Linked DNA regions of Gossypium hirsutum: region 1 is linked to region 2. A link is a contact called in public Hi-C data. All regions are on one chromosome and are shown on one strand. The core of a region is the stretch at or near the end of the contact, and the rest is flanking DNA. Distances in the headings are between cores, read along the strand shown. Region 1 holds the start of LOC107918275. Region 2 holds the start of LOC107918344 (mitochondrial uncoupling protein 3).

Region 1 (4,645 bases), core at 490-2,989, 440 kb after region 2:
TTATCCATTTCATCCCATCTCTTGACCTTGCCATCCCAATAGAAAAAACCCCATTTCCCACGTCGAATGAGTGATAGTACATTCTTAGATCACCATTCCCATGGAAAACAACTTGTGGTGATGATATGAACAATGAATCCCAATCTCCCTCGGACCCTACATCAAACAATGCTCCACTATGATGCTCCCCTTCAATCCTAGCCCAATGCCTTCCATCTTGACTGATTGCCAAACCTGGTAAAGACCTCAACACTTCCCCAGTTTGGCTACTTTGATTTTCAGGGTTTTGCACTTTGAATCCTAAAGAATCAGCTGAAATATCCACCTTCTCATTGCTGTAGCCAGTGTAGTAAAGCCAATAAACAGCACTTGAGGCTCTCACTTTAGCACTAGACATGATGACTACCTCACCAGGCCTAATGCTCTGTGTGTCAAAAGCCCACCAATCATTGCCACAACTCATGACCAAACCAACATCTGCACTTGATTTCACTGCACCTTTACCTCTCTCCCAATGGACCCCATTGCTTGAAACTGCTAACCCTATGGAATCTGAACCTTGGGAATCAGTGGAAACTCCATGGTACCACATATACCATCTTTCTTCCTCATCACTAAGGAACCTTTTAACCACTGGTGAACCAATATCTGTGCAGTCCCAAGAACCAACAGGACCCAAATCAAGCACCAAACCTCTAGAAAGAGCAGAAGGGGGATTTGAAGAAGAGGGGATTTCCTCATCTGAAACAGCGCTTGATGGGTTCTCAGTGGTTAGACTGGGATTCGGTTCAAAGGTTGGATTTTGGGCAGTTTCGTTGTTAGTGTCAGTGTTTGGTTTTCTGGAACAGCGAGGGAGACAAATTGAGCTGAATCTGGTGTTGGGATTTGGGGCATAAAAGGTAAGCATGTTGAGTTTGGTCTGTGACCATGGTGAGGCCACTGTAATAGAAACAGTTGCTCTGGGGACGGTGGAAGTTGCAGGGAAGTTAATGGCTTTCATCGTAGCTGATACAGCTTCCATGGCTGGGGGAATTGTTAAAAAGATTAGGTGAGCTGTACCTTGTTGGATTACCAACCAATTACAATACCACACGTTGAATTAGCTCTCGATAGAGACAAAAAAAAAAGGGGAAGGCTTTGGTGTTTGGTCTTGACACACATTGAAGACAGGAGGGCTTGTCTTTGTTGTTTTCATAAGTGAAGAAGAAACTAATTTCCAAAGGTAAAGTCACTTCCCACATTAGTATTGGGGTTTTGGAATTTCGACCATTGCCTTCCTTTTGCCCCTTCTTTTTTCTCCTTCAGAACATGAACAGTTAAAGTTTGCCTCAGTTCTTTTAGTAAAATCTAAGATCTAAAGAGGAGATTATTTACTCTCATCTAAAGAAACATATTGGGTTTTGAGCCAAATCTTCTTTTAGTTTTGAGCCAAATCTTCTTTTAGGTTTACTTTCCCTTTTTCAATCTTTCGGCCAGTATAAGCAAAACTACGGTTTCGTTTTCAAACTACAAAAGTAAAAGATGATGCTCGATCAATAACCAATGGTGGAAATAAAGACATGTTCAACAAGTTTTCATCTGCCAAGTAATGTCTATATATAACACTACTTAACATAAAAGAAATGTCTCTAAGTCACAAGCAATATCATTGTCTCAGAGAACTATAGCTAATGATAAAAAGGGAACGGAATCTGATATGCAGTGATGAACCTCAATCTCACAAATCTTATACAGGAAAAAAAAAAGCAAGCTTATTTACAGAAAAACCACACAGAATAAGGTAACTTCACAGTTCAATGAGATATATTGCAGTTCTATCAAAATCTTCTAGAGAAATTTGGGTAGAAAATAAAAATCCCTGTAAGAGCTATTACTCAGTATACCTATCTACCACTTTAAGACCCCAACTAATGTCTTCACAATGTCTAACATGTGGAACAACTTTACCTGTGTCGATACCCTCCTTAGCTTTGCAGTCATAAAATGGTGGAGCATGGAAACAAGGCTCCATTGACATGGCACGTTGACAAGGTGGATTTGGGCTCGTTTGATTTTCGGATTTGTAAAGGATCCATGGCTTCAAACCTCCAAGACCCTGAGCTACGTACCCGAATGTAGACCATGCACTTGTGACTAACACATCAGTTAAACTAAGCAGATACATTTCAGCCAAAGCCTTCATGTTGTGCAATGGCTTTTCACTCCGCTGTTGTTCTTCATGACTTGGCTGATGAACCCCAATTATATCACCGGTCACCGTAGGGTGTTCCCAGTAAATGTTCTTCATGTTCTCATAGTATCCATAAACCAGAGAAGTCATCAAGACAGCTTTCACCTTCGGGTTTTTTGACGGATTCACAGCCAATCGTCTAGTATCCACTTCAGGCAACAACTTCTCTCCTATAGTACAAGCTGAAATTTGATCCTTCACGTATTGGTACGGGCCAGGTCCTTTATCGAAAATCCTTACCTGGATGCCAATCCTCTCATCTGCCCTGGCCAAGTATGCTTTATAATACCTTGTGACTATTCCCCACACATGATTTGAAGGGTGAAAAAGATACCTACCCAAGTGATGAAATATGGTTTCCTTGTTGGGAAACAGCTTCTTCAGTTCATCCTCAAATGATGGCATCAAAAAGAGGGATGGAACAAAATAGTTGTCTGTTTTAACAACCAACCAAGTGAACCTTTTTAACAGAGCTTGATCATCATCACAAAAGAACAGCTTATCATGATCATCATAATCATGAGCCAGATGCAGATACACATATGATGGCAATGATCCCATTGAAGCCTTTATCATGTTATTCTTAAGCAAGTTCCCATAGGATTCAGCAGACTTTTGATCAAAGCTATTGAACATTTTAGCAATCGGGAAATTCATGGGCAAAAACCATGATCTCTCTGGGAATGGCTCGCAGAACAAACTGGCCATATCGTTCCCTCGGTCCACAAGCAACACTCTTTCGGTTAAAAGAGCATAGAGAAACACTGAAGCCAGAGTCAAAATCCTGTTCCCCAACCCACTGTACCATACCCAGACAACATATTTACAGTCTGTCGTGCCAACGACATTGCTGCCGGACTTGAGTTGTTCCACTGCTTTATTGTAGGACGGAGTGTTGGGTCCGCAACGTTTATGAAGGTCCTCATATTTTCTTAGCTTAGAAACAAGGTATGGAGATGGCTTGTAAGGTAAAGCTTTGCGATATAAAATCGACTGGTATCGACTTAAACATGATTGTCCATCGAACCCATCAGCAAGCAGTCCTCCAAGCAGTTTGTCTTCAGCAATGTCAACATGTTGGAGGACATCAACTTCTGAACCAAAGATATTAAATTCAGACATGCTAATAAAATCCATACATTCCTGCAATATCACTCACTAATCACAACCAATTGATTTTCTTTGTTTTTCTGTAACATCATCTATTCACTAATATACTAAAGAAATTCTTTAAATTATTACACTTGTTAACACTGAATAGGACTATTATTTTTAAATGTTATTCATGAAAATCCTTAATCCTAACTAAAACAAAATTACTCATACATGACATTGCTAACATTTATTCATTTATACATCATATTGCCTTATTTTCGTTTAAGTTGTAAACGAACATACCCTTCTATGAATAGTTATATTCGTTTATCAAGTTAGATAAATGACCATAAGCAAGATTTTAAAGCTCGTTTATTAAATAAACCAAGCATGAAAAGGACATTATTCACTTGATCTATGTTCATAAATGAATTCATTTCTTTTTGTTTAAAGCTCGTTCAAAACTCGTTTATTATTCAATTATATAATTAATATTGATATTGTTTGTATGTTCTTTTTATCCGGTAAAAATGAACTAATGTTTATTTTATTTTTATATTATAATCAGTAATATTTATAAATATGTTTATGTATTATTCATGAATAAATTTTAATTTTTTGTATGTTGGTGAACATGTTTTTTGAATACTAATGACAAACACAAACATAATCTTAAAATTCTTAAGAAACATAAAACCAAACACAAAGAAGCTTAATAAAAACAAACATGAATAGAGGCAGGATAGTTCAAGCTCAGTTTTTTTAGAGCCCTAATTTTCACTTTGATATCTTAATTTAATAAATTGTGATAAGCTATTTCATATTAATATCTAACTTGTAGATTTTTTTTATTCCTCGATAAGGAAAACGAAATGCTGATTTGAAAATTCAGAAGTAAACAGATATTCATGTAAATACATTTATTATGAATAGTCATTCATATATGATCAATTATGGTGTTGGTTATATTTTCATAGCAAAATACCGGTTCCAGTCCCCCCAAAATTGCCCAGAGTAATGTAAAATAAAAGAAAGGCGAGTACCTAGTAAAGGGGGCGTAGTAAGGTTGTTGAAGAAGGGTGTAGCGTCGGTGAAGCGATCGGAGGGCCTGTGGCGGAGGAGGAAGGTGAGCATGATAAGAAAGGGTAGAGCAAGAAGTAAGGTCTTGGAGGATCGCATGGCCTCCAATCCTGAACGTTTCCAAGGATCGCATGGCCTCCAAATATTAACGTGGCTTTGATTGTGGTTGTATTTACGTTCTGCCATTCTATTACTGCTATTCAAGGTGGGGCAGATCGGCTAGCAGTCAACCGCTCTGTT
Region 2 (5,145 bases), core at 2,025-4,524:
CCAAGCCTGTTTGTCATCCGTATTAAAATCATCATCAATTGCAACATTTTCTTGATTTTCTTCATCTCTATTTAATTCCTCAAGAAGGCTATCCCCACTGTTTCCAGATCCATTTGGATTACCACTACTGCCATCTGTAAGCATGGTCACAATGCACTTTATGGTGTCTTTTCTTCCCCTCAAGTAGTCCCTTATTGGTTCACCAACAGCTTCAAGAAAAACACCAGCTGGATCTATGGTCCTGAGTGCTTTGATTGTTGAAACATATTGATGCAATATGTCATTGGTTGAGGCACCCGCAGTAAGTAAGCGGAATCTTAGTGCAGAAATAAAGGATTCAACCAGCTTAGAATGCTGTCCAGTATATTCAAGACACTGTTTTAAGTCTTCAATTGCAGGAGAACTGTAGTAGTCAGAAAGAATTTAAACGATGAGGAATTTCCATGAATAGTTTCTATCGCACCACCAACTTCCATTCAAGCAATGAACACATGCACACACAAACAAAAATAAAAAAGCAGTACTACAGAATATAATTAAGTCCCATCCGTCTTCTTTTGCCCAAACTCAGAGAGAGGAGAAAGACCGAGAGATGATAACTTTCTTGGAAAGAGAATTCTTCAAACTCACAGAGGTTCACCTAAAAAGAAGAGAGAGAGAGAGAGAGAGAGAGAGCTGCAGGAATAATGAAATTTTTGAATGGGAAAAGAGTTACCTCTCAGGGTAGTCCACAATAATCTCAAATAGTTTGGCTATCCTTAAATCTTGCAATGTTTCATAAGCAAAATACTCTAGCCGCAATTTCCATCGAATGAGTCCTTCTGACGGAGTATTTGTTCCAGAATAGCATGAAGATGGTTGTGAAGCCAGAGGTGATTTGATACCTGATGAATGTTGGTCAAAACTAATAGAATCACCAAGATAAGCAAGCAATGCGTTCAAGAATTGCAGAGGAACGACCTGTACAATATTCTCCAAATGTAAGGAACAAGCACTCAAGTAACTTAACCATAGGGAAAAAAAACAGCAAGTTAATAAAACCTGAAATAACATGAAACCTGGAAAGAGATACTTTTATTTTACCAAAATTAACGGCAAGATTAGCAAGACATCCATGAATTGATTTCTTAAAGTTGCTTTCAATGAAAAGGAAAAATGTGAAGGATTTACAAACACCAAAACCAACCTGTATCCAACCCTTAATGGAAGCCAAAACAGAACTCCGGTAATCATCACCAGCCAGATTATGTACTTTAGCCTGTATGCAAACAAGGAAAGAATGTTGCTAAAATAAGGTAAATTTATTAAGCCTAAAACATGATAAGCAATGTAAGCCAGAGGTAATATTTTCTAAAGGAGAATCATTAAAGGAAACAAAAAGCACAAAGTCCAATACAAAATTGAATAGAAAAAGATCAGATAACTATGTTGAGTTCAATTACATAAGGTGTGCATACATATTTTATGATAAATAACAAGCCCACCTTCAGAAGCATGAAAATAGCAGAAGCATAGGCATCTTCAGTCATTGATGTGAAACCAAGATTTCTAAGATCACGAACAACCTTCCCAATGTTCCTCACCAACTTACTGTTCTCTGAAAACTTGTCTTGGGAATAGCACTCATCAATTTCCATTTCACCAGTTCTATACTTGTTCTTTTCATCAAAATCCATCTCATCTCTATCTCGATGCTCATTTTCCTCATTTAATTCTCCATCCATTATGGTACTTAACTCCTCAAGCCTTCCCTTAAAATAAAAGTGAAGCACCTCTAACAACATCAATGAAATTATCAGCTAATAATCAAATAATAAAACCCCAGTAATGCACAACGAAAGAACTGACCTTTTTTTCAATAAAAAGCTAGTAATTTCATACCGGGAAAATGTCGAGGTAGGTTGGCCATAAGTATGGAGGAAACAATTAATTGATACTTTGAGAAAAGATAGACTTTTCCCACATCAAAGTCGGGCTTTCCATCAGTCAAATTATCCATATAGGACTGTAGTGCATGAACTAACATTAACAAGCATTTCTCTTGATTTTCTTTTTCTAAACAAATCTCCTCCAAAGCATTACAAAGCACTCTTTGAATCTCATCCTCATCAATCTTCTCTAAATCTTCTTCAATTTTGCTATAATCCTCAAAATAGCGCCAAAATCTCGACGCCCCATTTTTCTCAAACGCTTCCTATAATTTAGAAAAAAAAATGAAATCAAGAAAATTTAATTTCGAAAGAGACTGCAATGGCTTAACCGATTATTACCTCTAGTAATCTAAGGAAGTAGTCCCGAGAGAGAATATGGAGGCCGTGTTTGCAGAGAGTGTGAACATGAGAAACGAAGTCATGTTCGAGGGAGAGATCGCCGGAGATTTTGAGGAGAGAATTAGCGGCGGTGCAGAAACCGTCGTAGCTTTGGAGGATTTCTTGGACGGAGTCGTTGTCGAGACTGATCAAAATCCCTAGATTGCACACTGGAGAAGAAGTTAATGACTCCATTGACAAGAAAATAACACAAATCCTCTCCTTGCTTTGAAAAACCCTAACTTAGGTCTCACTACTTCAGCTTAGAATTGAACTGTGGAATTTTTTAGTTCCATTTTTTCGATTTCTTCTTTACCGCCACTGCCATGAATCCCTTTTGCTCAATTTCCACCTAAACGACGCATGACATGTGTCGTTTCACTTATTTCAAAAGCCATTTTTTGGTCTATTTTAAATTTTAGTCCCTCTATGACGTTATTTTTTTTCTAACAACTTTCTTATAGTCAAGTTGTGAAGGCGGAACATGGTTAGTACCTGGATTCCTAAAATTTTTGAAATTTTTAATTATTCCCTCATGATTTTTAGAAATTTTCATTAGACCTCTTAAAGTTTTAAAATTTTGGATTAGGCCTCTTTAAAAATTTTAGAACTTCTATTAAGCCCTCAAATTTTTTAAAATTTAATTAGATTTTTCAGAAAATTTAAAAATTCTAATTAAGCCTTTAATTTGTTAAAAATTTTAATTAAAACCTAAATTTTTTTGAAAATTAATTTAAATTCTCTCAAAACTTAATGGTGAAATCTGTCACTGTTCAAATAACATTCAATTTTGGGGCATTTTTTCAGCGGCAATAATTAATTTAGACATACTAAAAAGATTATAGAAGTAGACGTGAGATTAGGTCAACTTAAAATTAAGGATGAAATCTAAATTTTATTATGATAAGAGGGACTAAAACCAGAATAACATTTTTTAACTTATTTATTTCAAAACTAGCTTAGAGTGATAGATATTATAGGGCGAGACAAAAAGTAAGGTAAAGGCAAAAAGTAAGCTAAAGGCAGTCTACGGCGGATTCAAAACCACCATTAGCTTAGGTCTCTCTCAAAGTCTCAAACATCAAATGAAGGCAAATGTCCATGGACATAAAGAAACCAGAACCCGAACCGGAATTAAGATCTTGTTGACGTCACTATCGGCTATGGTGGCGGGAACTTCCACCTTTCCCATAGACTTAACCAAGACAAGGCTCCAGCTTCACGGCGAGTCTCAACCTCTCTCCTCCTCCACGCGCCGTCCCACCAATTCGTTCCGTGTCGCCGCCGGTATCGTCCGTGACCAAGGCGTTTCAGGGCTGTATAAAGGTCTCTCCCCGGCTATTATTAGGCATCTGTTCTACACTCCCATTCGGATCGTCAGTTACGAGAATTTAAGGAATTTGGTGAGCGCAGATGGCTCTCTTTCTCTGTCTTCTAAAGCGCTTGTAGGTGGCATTTCCGGCGCTATTGCTCAGGTTTGCCTTCAAATACTGAATCAAAATCATGGAGATTAATTTGCTTTCTTGAAATTGCCAAAAAAATGAATTGGGATTATTACTTTTTCTTAAATATGTAAAAGGTTCCAGTAGCTCTGTTATGCTGAAATTTTAGATTTAATCCCACTACTTATAATAAATCGATGACATGAAAATTTTTTCTGATATTTGATCTCACCGTTATGGTCACTTAAAAATTCAGTCCATTATATTCAACCAGTAAAAAAATTATATTTCAGCCTAATGTTTTAGGTTGCTTTTTGAGAACAATTTATTTCATAGCAATTAACAGTGTTAGCCATCCAGCTATTGCTTATGCACTTACATTTTTGACAAGATTGATTATTGTAAGTATTGATTTGGAATGTAATAGTATTAGCAGTACAGTTTGTGGCAAGTCCAGCTGATCTTGTTAAGGTGAGGATGCAAGCGGATGGCCGTTTGATAAACAAGGGTCTTCAACCACGATACAAAGGACTCTTTGATGCTTTTAACAAAATTGTAGCCATGGAAGGTCTTGGAGGTCTTTGGAAAGGGGTTTTGCCAAATGTTCAGAGGGCGTTCTTAGTGAACATGGGTGAAGTAGCCTGTTATGATCATGCAAAACGTTTTGTTATAAATAATCAGATATCTGATGATAACATCTATGCACACACATTGGCATCGATCATGTCAGGTCTCTCTGCTACAATGCTGAGTTGTCCGGTTGATGTTGTGAAGACAAGAATGATGAATCAAGCGGCTAGTAAGGAAGGGAATGTTTTGTACAAGAGCTCATATGATTGTTTGGTGAAGACGGTGAAAATCGAAGGTTTAACAGCATTGTGGAAAGGTTTCTTTCCTACATGGGCAAGGCTTGGTCCTTGGCAATTCTTTTTCTGGGTATCTTACGAGAAGTTCCGACAAATTTCGGGGCTTTCTTCCTTCTGACTAATGGACCTGATCAGGCTTCAGATGCCAACATACTTACGGGATAGTTTCAGATGTTATTACCGGTTTCTTGTTCCAGGGGCAATAACTTGAATACCAGCATTGGGCAGAAGATGTTCTGCTTTGATGGTCTGCTTCCTATGTAGTGTTTTTTTATGGCATTTTTCCCATATAAGGTTAACCTTGTTGTGATTTGCAGTCCCTTGGCGGTAAATGCGAGATCGGTTGTGCTTCTTGTGCATGTTGTGGCCTGTTCAAGTTTGTAAGTACGGTATGTAGGACGAATAAAAAATGGTATTTTCGATGAATTGATTCAAAACTTTACATGAAACTATAAGATCATATAAGAAAAAACTAATTTTACATCTGTATAAGCTAATCAATCCTCTTAAGTATAATGTTTATGCTGA

What was found. Hi-C and Micro-C count contacts between places; a contact is called where the count stands out from the background.
Region 1: a contact with region 2 is called in a Hi-C map of leaf, with 2.9 times the contacts expected there. The contact joins the promoter of LOC107918275 here to the promoter of LOC107918344 in region 2. A contact is called at or near these places in 13 of 34 Hi-C or Micro-C datasets (callus, hypocotyl, leaf and 2 more).

What each region holds. Positions count from the first base shown.
Region 1 is chrD13:14,822,927-14,827,571 of Gossypium_hirsutum_v2.1, forward strand. It overlaps LOC107918275, which reads right to left and starts at 1,740. Exons shown (of 1, transcript XM_016847797.2): 1 at 1-1,740. The coding sequence starts at 1,021. It overlaps LOC107918274 (galactoside 2-alpha-L-fucosyltransferase), which reads right to left. Exons shown (of 2, transcript XM_016847796.2): 1 at 4,369-4,645; 2 at 1,669-3,324. The coding sequence starts at 4,591. The coding sequence ends at 1,871.
Region 2 is chrD13:14,380,711-14,385,855 of Gossypium_hirsutum_v2.1, forward strand. It overlaps LOC107918344 (mitochondrial uncoupling protein 3), which reads left to right and starts at 3,275. Exons shown (of 2, transcript XM_016847878.2): 1 at 3,275-3,784; 2 at 4,193-5,100. The coding sequence starts at 3,395. The coding sequence ends at 4,735. It overlaps LOC107920483 (anaphase-promoting complex subunit 2), which reads right to left and starts at 2,665. Exons shown (of 16, transcript XR_005922757.1): 1 at 2,271-2,665; 2 at 1,882-2,194; 3 at 1,485-1,774; 4 at 1,187-1,258; 5 at 716-960; 6 at 1-403.